2 separate regions of the Cricetulus griseus genome follow, and region 2 is linked to region 1. A link is a contact called in public Hi-C data. All regions are on one chromosome and are shown on one strand. The core of a region is the stretch at or near the end of the contact, and the rest is flanking DNA. Distances in the headings are between cores, read along the strand shown.

Region 1 (5,748 bases), core at 1,164-3,663:
TGCCTGTGCTTCTGACTGATTGGAACCCCTCTTCTTGGGCTCAGTCAACTAGTTTGCTCCAATGGCTCACAGAACTCAAGTGGGAGTTTAGATACAAGTGCAAGCACAAAAGGAGCATGAGGGAATTCAGTACCATGGGCAACCATGAGGTTAAAGGCTCTCATCGGCAGGGCCGGATGAACAGACTCAGTGAATGCTGAGACACTGAACCAGGCAAGGCATTTGGCCTTGGTTTGGTTCGTGAGAGCGTCTTATTTTGGCCACTGCTCACATACTGCTTGTCCCCATCTCTAAACATGCCTCATGCCTAGCACGTCTTCCACACAGAAGGTACATGAGTGTAGGAAATAGGACCTGTGTCGATTCCCTGGCTAGGGCTACACCAGCACCTCCCGCCAGCTTCCTTCATTAGTTATGCCTCTGTCCCTCATTTACAAGGGATAACTCCAGCCTGCCACACATTGTGCACAATCAAAACCACTTTGTACTATGCTAAACAAGAACGAGGTGACCAGGGACTGCATTAAAAAACAGCTTTATGAAGCATTTCTGGGTTCCTCCTACATGTGAAACCCTGTGCGAAAGACTGGGTCATAAAAACAACTGATACATGGGGCTTGCCCTTAAGGAAGCCCTGAGTCTGTAAGGAAGAAATGTGTAAATAAACCGTTAGAATACGGCCGAATGTAAGCATTATAATGCCGTAATAATGCAAGGGAAATCGGTTAATACACCTAAAACGCTGAGAACAATGTCTTGGGCTTATGAGTCACGCTACATAGGCACCAGCTATTTTCATTATTCAATCCGAAGCAAGTCAGGGCAAGCAAGAAGGGAGTCAGAACATCTGAACTGCCTCTTCAAGAATGAACTGCATTTGATCAGGAGGTAGGACAGAGAAGGGGAAGGCATCCAAGGGCAAGGGGCTGGGAGCCCCATGTACTTGGGAAACCGCAAACTTTTGGGGTCTATAAAATAAAACACCCCAGAGGCTGTCAGAGATGTTGGGGGGGGGCTGTGGCGATGGTGAGGCAGGGGCCATGTAGCCTGCCCATGGTGACTAATTTGTGACATTGTTAATAGAAACTATTGGAAACAAGGTTAGACATAGACTAGAAAACTTGATCTGGACCTTGGGGACACTAGAGTAGAAGACAGAAAAGTCAAAAGCTAGACCAGTGGGAAGACCTAGTGGGTAAAGGTGCTTGCCACTAAGTCTGACTACCTAAGTTCTATCCCTGCGACTGACACAGTAAAAAGAGAGGACTGACCGCTGCAAGTTGTCCCGACCTCCATAACACAATACACACACACACACACACACACACACACACACACACACACACACACACACACACACGATACAGGGTTTTTGTTTTTTCTTTTGGTTTTTTTTGAGACAGGGTTTCTCTGTGTAGTCTTAGCTGTCCTGGAACTCACTCGGTAGACCTAGACTGGCCTCATACTCATGATCCTCCTGCCTCTGCTTCTTGAGTGCTTAAAAAACAAAAACTTAAAACAAACAAACAAACAAACAACAACAACACACACACACAAAAAAAAACAGCTACATTTATTACCAGGCAGGATAAAGGTGTACACCTTTAATCCCAGCACTCAGAGGCAGAGGCAGAGTCAGGTGGATCTCTGAGCTCAAGGCCAGCCTACTTTACAGAGTGAGTTCTAGGACAACCAGAGCTATAGGGAGAAACCATGTCTCCAAAAAACACAGATACTGTCTGTGAGGCTGTTTCCACGGAAAAAAAAGGGAGGGAGGGAGGAGAAAAGAAAGAAAAAAGAAAACCAACCATGAACCAAAGCAAAAGTGAATGTCACAACAAATCTGGCAGCCAACTGACAACTGCACGGTGGAAATGTCTTGTAGAAGCGGCATCTGAAGGACCATTGGCTACAACACAACCTCATCAGACAATGAAGGGACAGCACTGCCAGGAGGCACCATCTGCCCAGGGCCTACAGGTGCAAGAGTGGGTGGTATGTTTAGGGAGCCCTGAAGCAGACCGGTGTGGCTGAGTATGGAGTGCAAAGGTATGTCTACGGGAGAGCAGGCAGAGAGCCAGGAAGGAGGGAAGAAGTGAGCAAAGTGTTTTGAGGAAAAAAAACTGGTTGGAAATGATTTGGGTTTGGGGCTCAGAAAACTCAAGGTCCCTCTGGCAAGCTGGCAAGACACCACTTGTTAACTAATGACAGGGATGCCTGATAATAAAACCTCCCCTGTGTTGGCTGAACTTGGCCTTTGGTTCCAAGTTAAAGTGGGGGACCTTCTCTGTAGGTGTCTGTTCCTGACAACCAGCAGGGGGCAGCAAAAAGAATGATCCAAAGACAGAACCTAAGTCTGTTTGGTCTGAGCCAAAAGTCTCCAGAAACTTCTCACAGGTATGGAATCCAACCACAATACCCGTGGTGGTGAAGTACTGCGTTGAGCCAAGAAGAAAGTGACTAACAAAAGACACTGAGAACGATTGATGCTGGCGAAAGAATTCCCAAGCTATGTTTGGTTTGGTTAAAAAGGAACTCTACTTTCATTCCAAGCACATTTTCAAAAGTACCAAGTTCAAGGGTGAGGTTTCACTGAAGGAATTTATCTTTTTAATCCAATAAATAAAAAACAGTGAGATCATAGTGGACTTTGTTCACGTGATTTTTCCTGTGCTGGTGTGGAACCCAGGACCTCATAGACATAGGCAAATGTCCCGCCACACCCCTAACGAAAACCAAAATGTCTTCAGCTTCATTAGGGCACAAATCCTGTTCATTCTTTCTAGGGGAGGAGGGTTTTTCTACATGGCATCTATAAAATGATAGGAGTAATTCTGAACTGATGACCAAAGCTGGGGTTCACCTTAGCTCTGATTAGGAACATATGCAAGGGAAAAAGGATCTGAATAATTATTTTTCGTTGCTTTTTTGAGCCTTTCTTAGTAAACTATGAGTTACACTCTTCCTTGAGAGAAAATCTTGGAAATGACCCATTTCCCCAACAGGGCAGCATTTCCTATCATTCCCACATGGGATATATATATATATATACATATATATATATATGTATATATATATATATATATATATCTTAGCTAGTCCAGGAAGAAATTAAAAGTATTTATTTTCTGATTAAAGCTAACCAGAATCAAAATAGATGCCACCAAAAGAAAACCCAGACTCTAAGAAACAACCCTCGAGCTGGCACCCCCCCCCCAAGTGGGAGGCAAAGGAAGCAGTCAGAAAAGGAAGATGAGTTACCTACTTCACTAAGGGGGTGGGGCTAGACATCTGTCACTCAACTCCATTACATGGGTTTAGAGCAGAACATCTTTTGGGCCCAATAGTCAAGGCTGACTGTGCAAAGCATTGGGTACAGGCCTAGAATCTCAGCACTGGAAAGGCTGAGGCACCAGAGTATGTCCCAGAGTAGCCTGGACTACATGGCAAGACCCTTTCTCAAATAAAAAAGGAAGGAAAGAGGGGAGGGAGGGAGGGAGGGAGGGAAGGAGAAAGAAAGAGCAGGTGAGAGGGTACACGATAAGCTGTGAAAGGTAGTTAACATTCAAATCAAAAGCAAGCAAGGCTGTTGTTCTGGCAACAGAAAAGTTTGTCAAAATGAGATTCTTGTCTACAAAACCCGCAGCCTGGACTTGAGCTTCAAGAAGCTGGCTGGACCAAGCTCTGGTGGCTCAGAGCTCTCCTTCCTTTCTGCTCCTCAGATGCCAGGGAGCTGCGCCCTGCTTGGGGAGTGCACATGGGGTCAGGACTTAGGACAAAGAGCAGACAGGCAAGGTTGAATGGCGGTTTTATCTTTAGATGGACATGAGCTATAAAAAGATTCAAAATGTGTCTTATAAGTAAACTGGAAAGGAACATGAGAGAATTTTGCAGAGAGATGGAACATTTTACATCTTGTTTAGGAGGAGATTTCAATAGGTATACCAGTTGTCCAAATACACTGAACACACTGAAGAACTATGATTTTTGTAAGTTACGGTGAAGTATACCTCTAATCCCAGCATTGGAGAGGCAGGAGCAAGTGGGCTTCTGTAAGTTTAAAGCCAGCCTGGTCAACATAGCCTGTTCCAGACCAGCCAGTGCTACATTGTGAGACCCTATTTCAAAACCAACAACAAAAACATTGGTTCCTCTCTCCAAGAATAAAGGTAACTAAGAATTCTAAAGTATATGCAGGGTGCCTTTCTCTTGAGTATTGTTCCCACAAGGGATGCTACCTCTTTCCCTGTCTGTCTTTGCTATTGTTCTTTGTCTCAGTGAATGACACCAACTACTCTCCACCCAGTTTCCCAAACCAGAAAATTAGGATTCCTTCCAGCTTCTTCTTCCTCACAACTGGAATCCCACAGGCATCTCCTCAAGCCACTCTTCTCATCTCTATCCCAGTCTGGATATCCCAAGTTGCTGCCCCTGCCCCTGACCATCTTGTCTGTCATACATAACACAGCCTCTCTGTTGAAGTCCTTCTGGTGTTCCCCTCATTGCAAGGATAATGATCAAATTCCTTAGCCAGATGCCCAAAGGCAGTGCCTTCTTTTCTTGAAACCATCTACAGCACCCTCCAACCACCCTCCCCCTACTGTTCTCCCCTCACCCCTCACCTGCCTACCTCATCACCTTCCCCAGGACCTTGATCAACATGAGTTGTTTTTAGAAGTCTCTCTCCTAGGTGCCCCTGCCTCCTCCCTCCCTCCTTTCCCCTCACCCCTTCACTTGATAAAGGACTCACACATTTAATTGATGGCTTTCTGTGACAGGGCCAGGCTCTGGGTACAACCACATGACATGTGTCAGTTCATTTAATAGCAATTATGGCTCTGCAGAGTAATGACTGGGTTTCTATTTGTCTCCCTGTTTAAATCATAAGTAGAGACTGTTTTGTTCAATGTTTCTTTAGTACCTCCTCAGACACTAGGAAAATTGCAGGTGCTAGAGCTTAACAAATATTTGCTGGATGAACGAAAGCCCTGATGGTTAAGGCACAAAATGGGATGCATTTCATTTCACTTTTCAATAAGCATAGTAGTCATCTAGGACAGGAGACATACTGAGATTCCTACTTAGCAGGCTTCAGCAAAACCCAGCTGTATTAAACGTATTTCTTAGGGATACAATGTCTCAACTGCCTTAACTTCCTCTCTAGCTTTATAGCTCCTAACACCACCTCTTAGGAAGAGCCTGCCATACACATTGCATGGTCCTGACCTCTCGCACATAATCTCATTTAGTCCCCAAGTCCCCCCAAAGGAGGCATTACCATCATGATGGAAAGAGAGGCTAAGTAATTCTGATGAGGGCATCAGAGCCTCGGTCCTACTCCAGGAAGGACAGAAAACTGCTTTCACACAGCAAAAGCCCCTGTGCCTCTTCCTTACTGCCCTGCTACCATGTGTTTCTGCGCTGCTGCTATACAGACGTATATACTTCCTACAGAGTGGGTATCTACAATGGTTGGAATATATCCCCCAAAATGCATGAATGTTAACCTCCAAATTCATATGCTGCCGATAACTGAGATCCCACAGGGTCATTATGGTAGGGCATGCTTGATGGACTTGTGGGTTGTAAAAGGAGGAAAAGCTGGGAGTGATAATATACTTAGGAGGGAAAGGCAGGGGAAATCTCTGTGAATTCAAAGCCAGCCTGGTCTACATGGAAAGTTACAGGCCAGCCAGAGACTTAGATCCTGTCTCAAACAGACAAACAAATAAATAAACTAATGAATGA
Region 2 (5,619 bases), core at 2,900-5,399, 85 kb after region 1:
AAAGCCAGAAAGTGTATGTTGTGTTCTTTCACCACCTAAGGCATAAGAGGAAGACTGGAGGGAGGACATGGAGCTTAAAGACTGGGTTGACACCAGCCAGACCTTGTCACATCCAAAGTGCCCAAGGAATTCAACAGAAGTCCAGGCTGTAGCTTTGGCTAAGACTACACCAAAGAACCATCCAGAACAGCCAGAGCAGGCAGCCCACACTGGACTGCTGCAAGGTGACTCCCTGGCTCCATCCAAAGCAAGTAAGCAGGAGGCTGGGCCAGAGTCACCATCCAGCTCTACGGATGGATTTCCCATCCTGACTTCCTCTTCTCCACCCCAACTTCCTCCACCCCTTTCTGTCACTCAGAAAGCTTACAGACCAGATCAAAGCCAGATACATCTGTGAAGGAGAAGTCAGAGGTTTGTGCCCCTGATGTCAGAGCACCCATGACCAAATGTTTTATTAGATACCCAGTCCAGGCAAAGCCAGGGCCTGTGGCTTTTAAACCAAAACTGGTGTTCACCCATGACATGACTAAGTTGATCCTGGAGCCAGATCCTCTGGTTTCAACAATTAACTTTTCTTCATCTAAAGAGACAACTTGAATCCAAAAGTCTAAATCATCACCAATTTCCAACTGTTCATCACGTTCTCTTCAGAAATCTGAAGAAGGTTCACTGGCTTATTTACTAAAACAAGCCCAACTGCCTTAACTTCAGGGTTACAGGCTTCCTGACATAGCCACTCCCATAAATGCACTCAAAGTTTGATTATCATCTAATTACAATTTCTATACAGCTATAGAATAATATGTGTGTTCTGGAAGGAAAAAGAAAAGCTTCTATTACCTTAGACCTACCACTAAAGCAAACAGAAACAGGAAAGACAACTTTTCATAAAGACAGAGGAGGGAGGAAAAAAGATATTGGTCCCCTTGACCTCATGTGTTCTCACAGCTCCAATGGAGGTGAGAGAACTAGGCAAAATGCAGGCTGGACATATATGGCCATCCCCAGACTTTCTTACTATATAAAGGGGAAATTAATAAAAAAAAAAAGAAAAGAAAAAGAGAAATACCATACAGCATTTTCATTCCCCACCATAATTTTTCAATTTTCTGTAGAGAAATGCCAGCCAATAACTAATTAGAACCATATCCTTTGTTATCCCAACGGGAAGAAACACACAAATGGTTTTAAAGACCAAATGTTAATGAGAACTTAAAAAAAAATGTAATCTGGAACTTGGGTTTCCCTTCAGTGTAAAACAAAAAGATCTTCTTTAAAGCATTTCTATAGTTGGGGAGACAGCCTGGCTGGATCCATCAACAAAAATGAAGTGTTAACCCACAAGTGTCCTGAGTGGGGTACCCTCTCTTTCCACTTCTCTTAGGGTGAAACTGGTATTGTGATCTCACTGATTTCGGTGCACCCCGATTTCAAGCTGCAGAAGACAAAAACTCAGTTACAGAAGAGCAATGTGTTTTAGACCTCTTTGGTTTCAAGGTGGAAACGGTCCCTTCCACAGCGAGGACACAACCCTTCCGATTTCCAAGTATATCTTTTTACAAGAAACCCATGGGGTGAGGGGTGGCTTTTTTACCTGACACATCACCACAACACTCAGACACTGAGTGACCTACTCTCCACCACAGGAGGGTTTCCAAAACCAGCCTCTAAAGAAACAAAATGAACTATAGGGTGTGAATTGGGAAAATGACACAAAAGATGAATTTGGGAAGCTGGGGATATGAGGTTGAGTGGTGGAAGGCATACTTACTTAGCTTATACAAGGATCCCATACCTAGTACCACACAAAAACGAATGAATGAAACTGAACTAACTGTTTAAGATGCTGGCTTATGATTTAGGCACATCCAGCATTCTGAACTGCATTTTCCAATAAGAGCCTGCTGGCCTGTGCCATCCAGATGTTCATCTGAGTGGGACCAGCCAGATCAGGCAAGGGCTACAGAACACTTTCTTTCATGCAAAGGGGTAGCCAGCATAGAATAAGCATCTGTCATATCGAATATACCCCTGGGGGGGCAGGTAGAAGAAGAGAGAAGCCTTCCCAAAACATCTCAGTCTGCTCCCTATTTTTTATTGTCCAGCAATTTTATTTCCTTCTCTGTAAAAACTATAATATGCTGTAAGTCTGCAACATTCTGCCATTCACTGTATATTTTTAAACGCCAGAAATCATTTGTATTGCCCAATAAGAACATTATTTTAAACAGATTTTAGTCTGCAACAGAAACATGCCATGACGACAAAAGTATTTTTTCAATAAATTATTTTTCTGAACATTACTTCTTCCCAAAAGGATCATCAAAACAACCACCAAAAAGAAAACAAAGGATTCCCATATTTTTAAGCAAAAAGTAGTAATCATGCATATTCATATCCTAGCAGGCATCTAAATCAAATAGGGGCATAATAACTTGGAAAAATAGTTAAGATGCAAAGTCTTGCTTCTGTGTGGTTAGTGGGCTGATGTTTTTCCAATGTTAAATTTAGCAACTGTATTTCTTAAGCTATATTTCAAACTTTAAATCTCACATCTGTGCCTTACACTGCTTTGGGATGAATGATTTACTCAGGACATTTTGAGGTCAAATTATAAGCCTTTTGCTCTCACTAAGTCTAAATCATTCGTCTCAACATGATTCTGTACATATAAAAGGAACACGTGGCATGTGTTACCACCCTCCCTGGGGGAACTTAAATGCCCCCGGAGTAGCCTTTCTCCTGTGCGCCCCATAAACTGAGAAGCTGTTCGGAAAGCGAAAGGGCTGGATTCACACATTGCATTAGCCACGCGAATTAAGCAAGGGCACGCCAAAACTTTTCCTGTTACCACTCATGACAAAACCTCTTGAATTTGTTTTATTGAAACAAACGTCTTCACCCAACAGATACACTGTGAAACCCAAACTAACTTCATCAGCAAACTGGTGGGCCATTTGTCGTCTTGTCATTCATCTGTACCGATGGGATCAGTTCTGCATTTAATTCGAAGTATACCAAGACAGCAAACGGCCCACCACGAAACTATGGCATCTACAAGGACGGGGCTGTTCTGGGCCTGGGAAGATCGCTGGACAGCCAGACAATGAAAAGCTCCCCGGTGGCCACTAACTCAGCCCAGGGGGCGGGGCGGGGGGCAAGGGAAGAAAGGGGGAAAGGATTGGGCTCCCCTCTCTCCTGAAACAGCCGTCAGCAGACGCCTCCGGGTCCCTGGCCATTGGGGAGGGGGCCCAAGGAAGGCAAGATTTTTATCTGGGAAAGAAAGGAAACTTCCTGGTGTGGGCATTATGGGAAGGGGGCTGGTGCCCTCCCCCACACGGTACAGGTATCTGCGGGGAGTCAAGTGGCTGGCGGAGGATGGTGGTGGTCGGGAAGCGGGAAGGGCAGAGCACCGCCACCCCTACACGATTCCCGGTGCGTGGACCCGAGGGGTGTCAAACTTCGTAGCGTGGGCGCAATCAGGCACTGGCACCTAGGAGTTGCCGCGAGCGCCCTAACCCGGCGGGGTCCTGGATGGGGCAAGAGGGGGGAGCCAGCCAAAACAGAGAAGGCAGGCCTGAGGACAGCGAGTGGGGGCGGCTAGCAGCTGGCTCCCGGAGCGTGGTACGCGCCTGCAGGCCGGGGGCGCCGCCGGGCCCGCGCTACTCACCTTCCGGTGCTTCTCCTTGTAGGGCAGCGCCAGCCATGGCATGTCCCGCACGAAGTCCTGCCACTGCCGCTGGTCCTGGTCTGAGGATACGAAGACGATCTCCAGGCGGTGCCGGGGCTCTGGCTCAGCGGCCGCGCCCGCCCCCGCCCCGGCCCCCGGCCCGGCGGCCGTGTCCCCTCGCAGGCGGCTGTAGAAGGCGGCCAGGCTGGCGCTGAGCTGCGCGCAGGGGGCGCTCAGGCTGCACCCGAAGTAGAGCCCCAGCAGCGCGATGCCGCGGGCTCCCAGCGAGTGCACGTCCACCTCCTCGCCGCCGCCCGTCACCAGCTTGTCGCCCAACAGCTCCTCCAGGAAGACCGACATCCTGGCCCACCGCAGCCCCGGCACGCGGGCGGGCGGGCGAACGGGCGGGCGGGCAGGCTCACGGCTGCTACCCGGCTCGCTGGTCCGCGCGGCGGGCGGAGGCAGAAGCGGCGGCGGCGGCGGCGGTGGCGGCGGCGGCAGCGGCTGGGAGGGGGCCCCGCCCACAGGGCCGCCCAGCCACGCCCTCCATAGCCACACCCCCCTCCGTAGCTGGCCCGCGCTGTGCAGGCAGGCCCGCAGCAGCTGGCGCCTTGGCGCGGGCCTCCTGTACGTGGCCAATGTAAGAAACCTGACCCGAGTTCTACACCAGGACCAGAATGCCCCGACCTAGGGCAGGAGAAGGGTCCCCCGAACTGGCGCTTTCCGAGGCTGCGGCACAGCTGCCCCCTAATTCCTCTCGCCTTCTACTTCTAAACCCTCTTCACACTGGAGTTATGTACCGGTTCTTGCTCTCTTCCAGCCTCTCCTACTCCCTTCCCTATACTAGCTCTTAAATCATTTCAAACCTCAGTGACCTCGTATAAAACTTGTAGGATTTAACGTCTTCATCGTCCAATGTCACTGTATCAGGCCAGGTCTTGTTCAGCAGTCATGTGTGTGTTTTGTGCTTGCTACTATAAGTAGACTGGTGGGCGCCACCTCTCTGTTTCTTGTGCCAGGCACAAGAGAGAGAATTCATAAATACTTGTGGGCTGATTGCAAGTCACAGTGAGGGATTTCAGTCCACAGGTCGCTGGAACCATCCCCCGATGGGTAATGGCTCTCTTCCATTTCCGTAAATGTATGCAACAGATGGCGCAGCGTCTCTAAATCAGTGTTGGCTGCTCTCCTGACTCGGCTCCATAGCTTATCTCAGGTCTGCTGGTGGTTGAGAAAATTCTAAGGATCCCCCCCCCATGTTGAAAGATGCTTTCCAATGCTTAGGAAGGACCTTAACTAAACAAATGGCCTTATGGAAAGTCTCCTGACCTCCCATTACTCCTAGACAACACACACACACACACACACACACACACACACACACACACACGAGGACCATTGATGTGTATCAGCTCAGCTACCAACAGTGACATTTTAAAAAGAAAACCCAACCACCAGCCATCCTCCAAGGTTTTGGAATTTATTTCTTTCGCATCTGCTGCCATCTAATGGAAGAGTACAGCACACAAGGTGCAAGATTAACTATCTGAACACAGAATACTTTAATTACACAGGTTTCCTCCACTACAACACACACACACACACCAAAGTGCATGACAGGAGAACATTTAAACTTCAGAACGTTACCTCCAGCTCTGGCACAAATGCCCCCAAGGTCCTCAATGTGTTTAAGGTGGTAGGAAGAAATGTGTAAGTGGTCAGCTCCATAAAATGTCTTCACACAAACCAGAGAAAGTCATTAAGACAAAGGCAGAGTGGCCTGCCAATCTCTACATACTGGTGCCAGAAAAGGCGGGCTGCTCATGCCATTAATCCCAGCACCTAGGAGGCAGATCTTTGTTTGAGGCTAACCTGGCCTACAATAACCAGGGCTACATAGTGGCACCTTGTCTCAAAATGCTAAATAAATATTGTCATATCCGTGTGTA

The links. Hi-C and Micro-C count contacts between places; a contact is called where the count stands out from the background.
Region 2: a Hi-C map of the CHO-K1 cell line shows a contact between it and region 1, with 3 times the contacts expected there. The contact joins the promoter of Nxn here to the enhancer-like site in region 1. A contact is called at or near these places in 3 of 8 Hi-C or Micro-C datasets (the CHO-K1 cell line and fibroblasts).

The regions. Positions count from the first base shown.
Region 1 is chr7:89,760,553-89,766,300 of CriGri-PICRH-1.0, forward strand. The region is part of intron 1 of Nxn (nucleoredoxin); the gene reads right to left. Among named protein-coding and RNA genes, the nearest start is that of Mrm3, 74 kb to the left of the region's middle. Within about 2 kb of position 2,414, at least 1 of the 6 cell types and tissues checked has open chromatin away from gene starts, as enhancers often do. A contact at or near this core is called in the CHO-K1 cell line, where this site is marked.
Region 2 is chr7:89,843,800-89,849,418 of CriGri-PICRH-1.0, forward strand. It overlaps Nxn (nucleoredoxin), which reads right to left and starts at 4,150. Exons shown (of 8, transcript XM_027426703.2): 1 at 3,671-4,150. The coding sequence starts at 4,030.